Linked DNA regions of Zea mays: all the other regions are linked to region 2. The links are chromatin contacts, called in public Hi-C maps. All regions are on one chromosome and are shown on one strand. The core of a region is the stretch at or near the end of the contact, and the rest is flanking DNA. Distances in the headings are between cores, read along the strand shown. Region 1 holds the start of LOC100193886 (AGC (cAMP-dependent cGMP-dependent and protein kinase C) kinase family protein). Region 2 holds the start of LOC100193711. Region 3 holds the start of LOC103649652 (plant cysteine oxidase 1).

Region 1 (4,616 bases), core at 587-3,086, 180 kb after region 2:
TGCCCATGATACATACTCCTCTGTCTCAGAAAACTTGATGTTTTAGCTCATGGACAAAAGATTTTGACCATATCAGCTTGAGATTGCACTTGCAGTCTGCACATGCCTCCATGCATTTCTTTAATGAAGGGCTTATTCATTAATTATCATGGCTCACCTTCAGCAAATAGGGGTACATGGGTAATTTCTGTTGAGCACTAATCTGTCCCTCTCCCTCTTCTTTAATATATTATCGCGCAGTTCTCCTGCGCTTTCAAGAAAAAAAAACTAATCTGTCCTAAAAGTCTTAACCCATCAAATTTTTTGAGGCAGAGGTAGTATGTAGAAAATAATTCTACTTCATTACATATCCATTTAATGTTCAGGAATGTATTTATACAGCTGGCATCTGATGCACTGTTTCCTTGTCAACGAAAAGGGACGCAGGGATCAACTGTTCCCCTAGTCCCCTAGGTAAAAAAGGAACGGTAAGCCAAAGCTGGAAATGTTGTGATGTACATTAACGAGTGATTGACATAAGATAACTGCTAGCATGATTAATAGAACAAGTACGTTTTGAAGTGTATGCATCATTATCCAGTGCCTATTAATGGAAAAGACAATGAGAAATGAGAATGCCTAGATAGTCCACTCTCAGTTCACAAGCAACAGGAAACATATTCCAGTTATACCAAAACTATCGGTCCGATTGTGATTTGAAACCAACACAAACAACTCCGACTACACACTATCAAACAAACAAATGTGGGACAACAAAAGGAGCACGTCCGACAAACTTTTGCGCCACTTTAACACCAATAGGTCAAAGGCAACCGCAGTACTGCTGATTGTTTTTCGCTCAGTTGTTCTCTAACAAGCTTCTCCACAACATTACTCCAAGCACCCTTGCGCAGTGGGTCAAACAGCGGGGAACACTAGAAGCTCAGCGTAACAGCTGTTGGCGCAAAAAAAAACTACTACACGCAAGCAATTTGAACTAATTTTGCCCAATGCATTTAGCATACACTAAGCATCCAGAAACAACCAGTGCAACCAGCTCTACTGTCCTCCCCGTGCTGGAAGCCTGGAACTATCGATCATCCCCAAACTATGTGACGCCGAGCTCGGACCTCAAATTGCAGACAGAGGTGTCAATTCCCGAATCTATAACGTTGCACTACACCACAGGCTACTCTAGAACTTGTGAAATCATGGCCACCAGGCTACAAGTACAGAAGCAAAAGCAGCCAAAAGCTGGCGCCCAAAATTGGCAGCCCGGATGGGCAAGCTCCAGCGGCGCGAGCTCGGACGACTCCCTCCCACGGCCAACCCCAGCTCAGACCCCTTCGATCGAGCTCGCACGCGCGAGATCTAGCGCAGCCGCGCGCGAGCAGTAGCTAGGATTTGCGGCCAGCCGCGGGCGTGCGGAGAGATCGGATCAGCAGGGCCGGTACGGGTACCTCTCCTTGCGCTCTTGGATGTTCTTCATCTGCGAGCGGTAGTGGCTCTCGATGAACTTCTTCGCGGCGGCGACGCGCTCCATGGTGAGGGTGGACCCCACTGCCTCGGCGGCCGCCTCCCCCTCCCCTTCCTCCGCCACCGCCGCGAGCGGCTCGGCGGCGGGGATCGCCGCGGCGGGCGCGTCCGCCATCTCGCGCTCCATCCCCCACACCGCCTACGCCGCTGGCAGTCCCTGTCTAGCTGTCCCTCTGTGCCCTCGGTGCAGCGGCTGTCACCTGTGTACTCTCTCTCCTTTTTCCCCTCGGTGTCTGGGCCTCTCTATTTGGTGGGGCCGCGGGGAAGGGGGGCGATGATGTGCTTGTCGCAGCGCGCACGCGGACCGCTTATATACAGCGCGGGGGATCGCGTTAAGACTTGGGCTTCTTTTGATGGTGGCGTGAAAAAACTACCTGTTCCAGACAACTAGTTTGGAAAACTCATTTTTCAAAAGATTTTTATTTTTCTAAAAGAAATTATTTTATTTTCCGTGGAAAAATAAAAACCTCACAGGAGTAGGATTTTGATAGCCTGGGATCAAGGTTATTTGCCTAGCAGGTCCTAAGTCTCCAACCAAACATGCCTCTTGTTTGCCCATGTGGACTGTATATAATTGGAAAAAAAATCATAAAATGGCACCTTCGTTTCCATGTGGAGTAAAGTGGATTGTGGTATTGAGATGAATTTTGAGTTGTTGTAGATTTAAACCGACTCAATATCATTCGATCCACGTGGATTCATATCAAAACGAACAAGTCTGTAAGATTTGATTTGATTGGAATTTAAACTCAATCAATCACACTCAATCCCATGGATTAAGAGATAAATGAACAAACCCTAAATCGGAATTTCCGTGGGAGGTTATGGGGGGAAATGGAATGAGGGGAGAGCTAGCTAAGACCCTTTTTGTTTTAGCTTTTTTCAGCTTCCAGTCACCAGAAGTTGTTGTAGGCTGCCAAATGTCCAGCTTATCAGTCTGCTTCTATAAGAATTACTTAAGTTAAAACCGTCCAAAATCAACGTAAACACATAATCGACCGAGTCGTTGTGATACTAGGAAATCATCACTTTCTCCTAAATCTTACGGGCTCTTTTTATCTTTCTCCACACGTAATCACCACAATAATTAGATTCTCTTTACGGACAGATTATCCCCACAACTAGATTCTCGAAAAAAAACTTTTCATAAAAAAACTGAACCAAACAGACTCAAATATCTGGTCCTAGAGCAACTCTCTTGACATGATCACACCGCCAGACATGACAGAGAGATCGTTCACCGGCTCGACGCAAGCAGAGACATGACTAAAGTTGTGCTACACACTTGCCCATCTATCTCCCACACTCGTTCGCAGACCGACCTAGACTATGTAGCAAGGGCTTTCTATTCTCTTTCCCCTTCAACAATATAGCGGCTACAATTTTTCTCTAGCGCCCGCACCGCTTCCCTTACGACATCTTCTACCTCGTCGGCGTCGTCTCTTTCCCCTAAATCAAGGAGATGCTACGGCGCTGCGTTCCCTTTCTGCTCTCCCGTTCGCGCATGCTTGGTTAATCGAATGTTGCTGCTTGCGTCATCGTCCTCACTGGCCGCTCATCTCCAACATCTTTCCAACTCGTCTCGCCATCGCTTCGCCTCCTCTTCGATCCCCACACCTACGGGCGATCTTGGGTTTTCCACCGTCTCTGATGACTCTCGACCGATCCAAGTCCTCTGACACCGTGACTCGCCACTGCACACGTGGAGACCATTCATCGTCTAATATTTCAGTAAAAAATACTCCCTCCATTTTAAAATATATTCCGTTTGACTTTTTCAACCTCAACTTAGGTAACTTGTCCTATTCAAAAAATCATGAAAAAAATAAAATAAAAGTCATATGTAAAGTATATGTGATAATAAACAAAAGCGCAACGTTTTTTTTTTATTTTTTCCCAAATTTATTGAATAAGGCGGGTTGGTCAAGCTTGTGATAAAAAGGTAAAATGAATTATAAATTTGGAAGGGAGTAAGGAAAATAACGGCGTTTTTCCGTTTTATTTTTTCAACAAGTACAGTGAGAGTGAGTGACTGACGCCCGGATACGTACTTGCCATGATTACCGTATGATGGAACCCTGGATAGTTGATTGGTTGTAGCAGCAAGAGAGAAAAAATAATGTCTGGACATCCGACGGAAAGTAATAATTGTTACTACAATCATGCTTCAGTAATTATTATTATTAATATATATACGTATTCGACTATTCGTTTATCCTATTTGCCTGGGCATGCATGCTCAATCTGGAGAATATATACCGGCACTCCGGCCCGCGATGGAGCTCACCGACGGCCGACGAGGGGCAGCGTACGGGCCAGGGCCAGGCATGGCGCGGCAGGTCGATAGCGTGCTGTCGTGTCGGTCGAGGCCACGTCGTTGTCGAGCGGGGCCGGCAGCCTGGCTTTTCCACGGCTTCACGCGCGCTGCACGAATTGCTCGGATCCAGTGGGTTGGGTGATTGGGTCGGTCGTCCACGAACACCAAGTGCACGCACATTATTTGAAGTACTGCAACTCTGAGGTGCCCATGGCGCCGTGGACGGTGTTACAAAATATTGTATATTGTATATGTGACCAATTCAAAGGGTGTGACAGATTCTCCCTAAGGGACATATCCCTTGGGATACATCCCTTCACATGTATATAATCAGGACTCCCTGCAATAATAAAGGCTCGCTGTCATTTGTCTCTCTCTCAATCTCGTTACCACTGAGTATACTATAACACGTTATCAGCACGACTCGCGAGAAAACGGAGAGAAATTGCTGGTAGGAAGAAAACAGATCGCTCCTAGTTGGAGAAGGATAATGGTATGGAACCTACTCTTCCTCTCCGCTTTCACTGTATGCGTGAAATTTTTATGTCGTCGGTGGCCACAACTATACCACACCGGACGGCGCCGCGACGGCAAGGCTCGGCGCGGACAAGCCCTGTCCCCAGCGCACCGACGGTGCGGGCCATGCACAACAAGGCCATGCGCAGAGCAGCGCGCCTCGGCCATGCGCGGTGCGTCTGCCTGCCTACACAGGGCCATGCGGCTCATGCACAGGGAGGGCCATGCAGGCTCCCCACACGAAGCCATGCGGCCAGCCCACCGGACA
Region 2 (4,501 bases), core at 1,743-4,242:
CTCGAGTGTTTTTTATCGGATATTCGACAAAAGAATTTTTTGCCTCGGTAAAATCAAACTCTCGATAACGACTACGTTTACCGAAAAAATGGATATGTTTTGCGACAAGAATGGTAAGCCGACACGGATCGTCGTCATGGCCGTGAGATTTTTTTTTTTTAACCATTGTACTACTACTACTAGTGTAGTTTCTGGTTACCAGTACGTGGTGGAGCATGTGGGCAGTGGCGGCATCGTGCACGCACGTTCCACCGCTGGCTGGCTGGCTGACGAAGAGGACGACATCGATATTCCGTCGCCAACTAGCAAGCTAGGTGCCTAGGTATAGGTAGCATGCGTGCGCTGGTGGTGTAGCAGGTTTACGACGGCGCTAGCTGTGTAAGTATGTAGGGGGTGTTTGGTTGCCCCTGCTAAAGTTTAGCCCGGGTCACATCAAGCGTTTGACTTTCAAATAGTAGTATGAAATATAGACCCAACCAACTGGACTAGATTCGTCTCGTCTTTTAATCTTCGGCTGAGAAATTAGTTTTATAATCCGACTACATTTAATACCCGAAACGGAGGTTCAAACATTCGATGTGACAGGGGCTAAATTTTAGTTTGGGGTAACCAAACACCCCCGTAGATGAGTGGGATCAGCAGGTGCATCTGCGTAGCACACGCATGCGTTTCAAGATGCGGCGACCCTTGCTCTTGTTTGTTTTTGTTTACATGTACATATATGGCCATGCATGCATCCATCGTAGCAGCCGGGGCATTCCGTACGTCGATGAAGAAAAAATGGGCAAGGGGCAACTGTGCGGCGAGGATGCACAGTCAGTCAGTCACAGTGCATCAGCAGAGCTTGCTTGTGCTTGGAAGCTAGCGTTGAGGCTTTGTGCTTGTGCGTCGCGTGCCAATTCAATCTGCCACGTACGCCTGCATGGTAACCACATGATGGGTTCATTGGACGACGACGACGTGGTAGTCCGTCAGCCATCACACACGTCCAGACACAAGCCCAGGATGGGTGGCAGTTAGCCGTGTTCAGCGGAGCCATTTTCCGTCCTCTCTTTTGCTAGGGTTTGAATGTTTGATCTCTCCTCCTCTCTAGTCAATCAATTATGTATTATCAACCCTGCTTGCCAAAACCAAAGCTGGTCACATATCTTTGGGCCCTCGATGTCGTATGCACTTCCAATTAGTACCCATAATAATTCATAAAAGATGCATGCTCTTATACCAAGTATTAGGCAAATCTTAATTAGATCAGTCTCACTGAATTGTTTTATATATTGTAGTTTACAAGGCTACTACTATAGAATAAAGTAGAACTTGAGTAAAAAAACATACACTCTTAATGCAAAATTTCATTCTGTAAACTAATTTTATGACTGATCTATCATACAGAGGATATATAATGCAAATAAGTAAATCAGGGTTGACCAAGTGATCTCTTCTAATTTTCAGGGGTTGAATTTTAGAAGGCATTTGGTAGGTGAAAATGCTGTCATGTTTGAAAATTTAAAGAGAATGTGCTCTGGTATTCATTTGTCCCAAGAAATAGATCGTGTTAATTGGTCTCTTGATAAAAATGGCTTTTCTACTAAATCCTTATATAACCGGATTAGTTGTGAGGGAGTAAAAGTCCCTTACAGATTTCTATGGAAAATCAAAATCCCCCATAAAATCAAGATATTCTTATGGCTGATTATCAAGAACAGAATTCTCTCAAAGGAAAATTTGATTAAAAGAAGAAGTTGGTCTGGGGTCTCTGATTGCGTCTTTTGTGGCTTGTTTGAATCTACTAAGCATTTGTTTTTTGAATGCTCAGTAGCTCGATTCGTTTGGCATCTGATTCAGATTGCACTTTATTTGCCTACAACTCCGACAGATGTGGAACATCTAACTAGGGTGTGGCTTAGAAACTTTGATAAGGGGTACAGAAAATCTGTTGTAGTTGGGTGCGGAGCTGTTCTATGGGCGATCTGGAAGTCCAGAAATTCCATTTGCTTTAATAAAAAGCTCCATAATGACCCCACTGATGTAATCTTCATGTGTTGTTTTCTTTTGGATAACTGGGCATTAATGCAGGCAGGGAGAACAAAAAAGATGTTGGAGGCAGGAAGCAAGCGAATCAGAGAGACGGCAAGAGAGGTGTTTAATCGCGCGCATGGGTGGGCTCCGGTGACAAGAAGTATCACATGGTGATTGTGTTCTGTCTTACAATCTGCTTGGTCTTCTGATTTGCTAGGTGTGTATTGTCAGTTAGCTTGCCTTTGATCGGTTATGGTTGGTTCCAGGCAGCTGAGAGTGGTCGGCTGTAGACAATTAAGCAAGTGTTTGGTAAGACTTAGTTGATCTAAATAAGGTTGTAAGTCTGGATTTCTGTGTCCCTAATCCCTTTTTTTGGCGTTGTACTGTTGGGATGTAGCCATGTGCCATCCTTGTTGAGTGGCGGGCCTCGTGGCCTGTGTTGGTTGTAAAAACTCTATCGTTCTATTTTTTAATGAAATAGAGGGCACTACCCTTTTGGTCAAAAAAAATAATGCAAATAAGTTTTTCATGAAACTCCCACTAAAATTGCCCTTGGGATTTCATGTAAGTTTTATAGATGCGTTGTAAAATACAGATCGAGAGTATCACCGAGCGATAGAACTTTTTTTGTACTATTTTTCAAAACATATCTGTGTTGGAAATTAGGATATGAAACCTCTGCGGAGTCTAAAATAAATATAGGTATGTTGAAAACTTGAACGTGAAACCGCTACGACATAGCCGGACCTTATTCAGCCAAAACAAAAAACAGGACACAACTAAGACGATGGCCAGCAGATCGTAAATATAGCCGTGTTTTACACTATAGACTGTATTATTTATATAATGAAATTTAAAATAATCCGCTGGTTATGGCCCAAACTACGCCAGTGTGATCTACCATCTACCCCTGTGTCTGTGTGTTATATATACACAGCGCCGCAGCCTTCCGGTTCAGGGTCATCCGAGTTGCCAGCCAATTTTGCATCCCCACCACCCACACCCAGTGACAGAGACAGAAGGCCGGGCAGGGCCACGCGACGCGACGGAGATGGAGCACACGAATCATCGCCGCCGCCGTCAAGCTTTGGCCACCGTGTCGGCGACGACGACGCTCCTGCTGCTTCTCCTCTGTAAGAAGAAGAAGAAGACAACAAAGCATCATATCTCCAGCCACAGCTTTTCGTTAATCCAACTTTCATGCAGGCCTCGCGGCGTTGACGACGGCAGAGGCGCTGCGCGAGCACAGGGATGAGGGCGGCGCTAGCAGCAGTGGCGGAAGCGGAAGCGGCTGCGGCAGCAACGCCGCCGGCGGCAAGCAATCGCCGGCCGTGTGGGTGTTCGGGGACTCGTACGCGGACACGGGGAACCTGGGCGACCTCGGGCGGGAGCTGACCCGCGAGTGGTACGACCCGTACGGGACCACCTTCCCCGGCCGGCCCGCCGGCCGCTTCTCCGACGGCCGCGTCCTCACCGACTTCATAGGTCAGTTTTAAGTACTGCTAGCAGTGTACCACCTGTGTGTTTTGTTTCGATGGAGCCGCGCAAGCTAGCTAGCTAGCTATTCGTAGTGAAGTGTCAGAGCAATGCAACGCGGGTGGTGGTTATTGTCACATGGCGTACGGGCGATGGAGGGGCATGGAGCCCCGCCGCAGTGGCTCGCCAGGCCACGGCGAGCAGGAGCGCAATAAATACATGTGGTGGCATGTCGACGACCATGCTGCAATGGCGTGGTGGCCTGGCTGCCGTGCTGCTGCTGCATCGTCTTCGGCGATGGAGAGGGGACAGGGGAGGAGCCGAGGAGGACGACGACGGATCGTGGTTGGAAGTTCCCTCTCTCGCATTGATGGCGCCAGACTCCCTTGGTTGGTTGGGCCGGCAATCAATGCCCTGGCTGCTGCTACTGCTGCTGAGTGATGATCATCTAGCGAGATAGCTAGTGCAACTGCCACGGCGCATTCATACGCGCTTCCCCTTAAAATTTCTGCATCATGGCGGCGACTGTTCGGAAGCTCATTAGCTGCCTGCCTCACAAAACCGCCAACCGCTCCCTAACTACTGACGCTGACGTCGATCGGTAACATTCGATTCGGTTCTAAAGTTCCAGCCGCAGCTCGGCAACCGACAGCGCCGCCGACCTCGATCTCTTGGAGCCCCATCAGGCCATGGCCATGACCACAGTTCACATCATGCATTTTCATCTTTTAGGTGTTTGGTTCTGTGACTAAAGTTTAGTTCATGTTACATTAAATTAAAAAAATATAAGCTTAATTAAGTTTAATAAATTTATCTTATTTTTAGTATTTATCTATTTAATTAGTTTATAATTAAACTATATTTAATACTTGTAACTTTTTATTAAACATCCAATGTAGACAAAACTTCATTTGAAGAATTCAGACCACCTCTATAACTACCGACAACTACCTAACCTTGGCCTTTCTTTTCCAGCAGTGCAGTTTATTAAACTGCGCCGATCCTGGTA
Region 3 (4,629 bases), core at 871-3,370, 150 kb before region 2:
ACGGCCATGGGCACGGGGGGATCCTGGGTTCTGCATGGCACGTACATGACAAAATAGGCAAGCAACAAGAAGGCAGGAAGGACCCCAGCTGCCCAGCAGCCCACCCTGCAGGTTTTCCACAGCTGTTTGGCCTGGCTGCCCAGCCCACAGGAATGCCTGATGCGATGGTTCCTCTGCCTCTCCGGCCGGCAGGCGGCAGCAGCTTATAAAACTTGAGAGGGGACTCAATTTTCATTGGTTTGTGTACACCGGCGGCGGCAACAGAGTGGAGTAGGACGACGACGACAACACGAAAGCGAAGAGGGAGCAGGCTGTGCCTTACTATATAACAACATGCATGCATGGGCGCTTTGTCATGTATGTATATAGCAGTTGAAATCTGATTAGAATTCTGGGATGCAAAAGTTCCAGATGATCAATAACTATTTTTGAACGTAAGGAAATTTAGAAGGTATTTGAATACAGTAGAGATAATAGTTAGTTAGCTAAAAATATACTAGTAGAATTAGCTAGCTAATAACTAGTTAGCTAACTAGTAGCTAATTTACTAAGAATAACTAATAGTTGGGTGTTTGGATATCTCTAGTTAATTTTAGCCACTAACTATTATCTCTAGTGCATTCAAACACCCCCTAGATAGTGGTATTAGGCCGAACCATAGATCACGTATAGCTGTAAATTAAAAGACGCCATCGATTACCGGCTATTTGATTCCTGAGCGTGTGCACCAAATAGTCTCCCATTGCTTTTGTTGCAAATCTGTTTTTGTTTTCCTACTACTCCCTTTGCATTATTTCATGGTACAAAGATTTTGAATGGAATTCTCCTTTTTATCTATTTCAGTTAACTCCACAAGCATGAACATTTCACTGGTCATGCTACACAACCAAACAAAGTAGTTTACGCGTTCAACTTTTGTAGTTATATTTGCTTACTACTACTATTGTTGTTGTTGTTAGTGCTGCGTGTATTCGTGACATAAATAACGCAAACATATTTTATAAACTACTCTCTCTTCAAATTTTTTATTTATCGTGTTTTAGTTGAAAAATAAACTAGCAGACGATAAATATTTGAGAACGAAAATAGTAATTTTCAAACAAATATACTCATACCCTTGTTAGTCTTAGAGCCTGTTTGGAACTTGGAAGCACCCAACTTTTAAGAAACCAAATTATATTAATCAGAATGGTTCCAAATATATCACTTTATGTCTCAGTTTATAGAAATTGGATTCGTAGTTTATTAAAATCAAGAGGCTAGTCTCTCCTAGCTAAAACCAACTTTTGTTTATTTAATTACATAATGTCATTATTGGTTTCATGGAAGTTACATCTATTGCCGCCGCTTTTCAAAATAGAGGAATGGTATGCTAGTAATTGCTTATCCAAAAACTAGAAAATAGCTTTTTTAGAAATTGAGTTCCAAACATTCACACCCATCTTTTTTTTCATAAACCAGTTTTTAGAAATTGAGGATAGAAAATATTTTTTAAAACCGGTGTGCTTCCAAATACGCACTTAGGCTATCTTCGGTGGATCGTGTAAAATAGGGACACAACACTGTAGATGATACGGTTTGACACTGTTTGTGGAGTGAGGTTTGGAATATGAGATGAGATAGAGAAGTTACTGGAGATAGCCTTTAAGTAGCTTAAAAGAAGTCGGTAAACCAATCTCAGAACATATATTAGTAGAGAATAATGATTTTCTTTGCTTCAATACCTCTCTCATCCTCCTAAAATTTCGTGTCCCACATCTGCCTCCTCCACTTCTGCATATTTTCACGTGATTGATGGCTCCCGCGCACAGTCTTGTTCCGGTGGAGGCATCAATCAGGAAGTGTTGGCAGCTGCCTGGAGATAACAAACGCCTACATTTCCAAATATTCGAGGGGCCATAGATATGTGCAATGTGGGCTGCTTGGATGACGTTTTTTTTTAAAAAAAATCTGAGTGCAGTTTTTTGGTTTTGTTTAAGAAGATGTTGGAGTAGACACAATATTTCACCTCTAAAAATTTTTAGCCTCCCTCCAATAATATTTTTATTTGGTGAAAACTTTTTAGCATTCTTTTGGACTCTTAAATGTCTGGCCAGACAGAACACTCACCGGCCACCACCTTCGTCTATAAAAAATCTTCGGCTACTCCTAAGTTTCCCCAGCTCAATCAACGCAAGAGCGCCACGCCAGTACTTTTCGCAGCCGTCGTGCAAAGCTCTCTCCAAGCCCTCGCCCTTTCACGCTCCCTTGAGGGCTTTGATGCGGGTGGAGTCCAGCGGCGGCCTCCCACTCCCAGAGCTGGAAAGACAGCAGGCGGGCGCCAAGAGACGCCGCCGGCGGGCACGGGCGGCGGCGGCGGCGGCGGCACCCCGAACGATGGCCGCGCCCGCCACCGCCGTGCAGCGGCTCTTCGAGGCGTGCCGCGAGGTCTTCACCGGAGCTGGTCCAGGCGCGGTTCCACCGCCGGCCGGCGTCGAGAGGATCAAGTCCGTTCTAGGTAACTGATCGATTCCCGACGTCTGCCCGCATCGTCCTCGTTCCAGTACCAGAGATCGTACTCGTACCCTTGTGCGTGTGGTCATGTTCCTGCCGTGTGCGCAGTGAACTATATATGCGTGGTTTGTATTCGACGTTATAGCGGTCTAGCCACTTGTCACATTATATGCGACCGTAGTTCATAGTTGGACGGGGAAACGTCGTGGATCCTGTGACACCTCGACTAGATTTGTTCGGTTCCTGGGAATTACACTTAATTTGGTGGAAATAAGGATCAAGATTATTCAGCCTCTCGAAAGAAAAACTTTGAGGATCTTTCTATACTCATCATCTAGTAAACGTCGAGGTGCAGTCGTTGCTAACTTAGACTATAGTCTCTCTTTCCCACGATCGAAGAAAATCTTTCTGCAAGTAAACCAACAAACAACCAACGGAATGACACATTTCCTTTTGATTCAGTTACCAAGGTTAGATAGAAATGTCCAGTGCCAACTTATGTCATGAGTGTTTGTTTGCAGCCTGCAAGTAGCATGCTATTGGCGAGAACGAAAAACACGAAATATGCCTGACTTATTGAGCCACTTGTGTTCCTGGTGGAAATAAATTAAGACGGGCAATTGAGAACAGAAACCATGTGCTGTAACTGCTGGTATTGTCTCGCTTTGCGTGGCGAGGGATGCAGACATGCAGTCAATACGTCCATCCATGCTTGGGGCTGCACTAGCTAGGGTTCTCTTTTATTTCATTTGGCCACCGAAACCTGCTTGTTGCCAGGTACCATGATAATGGCAACTTGCCAGGTCTGTTAAGCATGTTTCTCGAACGATGAGGCCAATGGCGGAAGCTGTTGTTGTAGCATCCCTTCTGATAATGTGTATTGATTCGCCATTGACGACCTACCGTGATGTCCGTGTGGCGAAAGATGCTCACGCTGTTATGTTTACGTCTACATGCATGCCAGTTGGTTCTTTGGTTTTCCTTTTGGATACACCTTTGGGTTCCACAAGTAAAACTTTTTTCATGCTGAGTTTAGCACATAGTCATTTTTTATATAATGATCCAACCCATTTTTTTCTAGTCAACTTCCAGTTAAAAGTCACCTCAATCTATTTTCTTTCGTGCCGCCGACATGTGGCAACTTCCGTTCCTCGTTGTCGTTGCCATAGGTTTGCAACTGCAATTATGCATGAGAGTTGCACTGCAAGTTTCATACATGCGTTAGGCCTTCACATTTCAAAGATCCATGCTCTCTAGCTAACGGGTATTCATATCCTTGAGAGGCTGCCGCCAACCATGTTACAATGTTACACCTAACGAAAACGAACGAATTTTGGTTTTTGCTGACATTTGTTTCGCCATTTAATTATGTCCTGCAGATAGTATCACAGCAGCAGATGTTCGTCTAACATCCAGCATGCCATATTTCCGACGTGTTGACCCCTACGGCACTCCAAAAATCACTTACTTGCACCTATACAAGTGCGAGGCTTTCTCGGTATGCTTACCCACTACTAACAGCAGTTCTTGACAATTTACCATATCGAAGCTGTCACATAAGCTATATGGTGTACATAACTGCACTTGTTCGTACAGATCGGCATCTTTTGTTTGCCATCGAGGGGTGTCATTCCTCTCCACAATCACCCTGGCATGACTGTGTTCAGCAAGCTTTTGTTTGGTGCCATGCATATAAAATCTTATGACTGGGCTGCTTCTCAACAAGACACACCTGGTATTGTTGGTTCATTTATTTCCCTAAGCTTAGCACTTTCACATATAGCTTAACAAATTGCCTTTTTTTTTCTTTTCTCTCTCCTTTGATCATAGATGTTCAGTTGCAAGCAGGACCACGTTTGGCAAAGGTGAAGGTTGATGGCATCTTGACTGCACCTCATGAAACGGCGGTACTATATCCAGAAGATGGTGGTAATATGCATTGCTTTACCGCACAGAATGCTTGTGCAGTGCTTGATGTCCTTGGCCCTCCATATGATGATGGCAGCGGAAGGCACTGCCAGTACTACAATGTCCGTTCCTCTGCAATTTCTGTTGGTAAGATTTTTACCTGAGTTAAATGGCCGAATATTACTATATTAGGTGTTACAGTATTGGAATATTGTTGTTGTTTTGTTA

Evidence for each region. Hi-C and Micro-C count contacts between places; a contact is called where the count stands out from the background.
Region 1: a contact with region 2 is called in a Hi-C map of leaf, with 3 times the contacts expected there. The contact joins the promoter of LOC100193886 here to the promoter of LOC100193711 in region 2. A contact is called at or near these places in 8 of 25 Hi-C or Micro-C datasets (bundle sheath, ear, leaf and 1 more) and 1 of 3 datasets of contacts at active chromatin or transcription factors (seedling).
Region 3: a contact with region 2 is called in a Hi-C map of tassel, with 2.2 times the contacts expected there. The contact joins the promoter of LOC103649652 here to the promoter of LOC100193711 in region 2. A contact is called at or near these places in 6 of 25 Hi-C or Micro-C datasets (bundle sheath, ear, leaf and 1 more).

The regions. Positions count from the first base shown.
Region 1 is chr3:7,879,670-7,884,285 of Zm-B73-REFERENCE-NAM-5.0, reverse strand. LOC100193886 (AGC (cAMP-dependent cGMP-dependent and protein kinase C) kinase family protein) reads right to left here and starts at 1,836. Exons shown (of 13, transcript NM_001349872.1): 1 at 1,440-1,836. The coding sequence starts at 1,642. LOC100501331 reads left to right here and starts at 4,060. Exons shown (of 1, transcript NM_001196082.1): 1 at 4,060-4,616. The coding sequence starts at 4,328.
Region 2 is chr3:8,065,456-8,069,956 of Zm-B73-REFERENCE-NAM-5.0, reverse strand. LOC100193711 reads left to right here and starts at 2,992. Exons shown (of 4, transcript NM_001138803.1): 1 at 2,992-3,149; 2 at 3,223-3,501. The coding sequence starts at 3,068.
Region 3 is chr3:8,209,656-8,214,284 of Zm-B73-REFERENCE-NAM-5.0, reverse strand. LOC103649652 (plant cysteine oxidase 1) reads left to right here and starts at 2,120. Exons shown (of 5, transcript XM_008675383.4): 1 at 2,120-2,497; 2 at 3,873-3,991; 3 at 4,090-4,228; 4 at 4,324-4,548. The coding sequence starts at 2,260.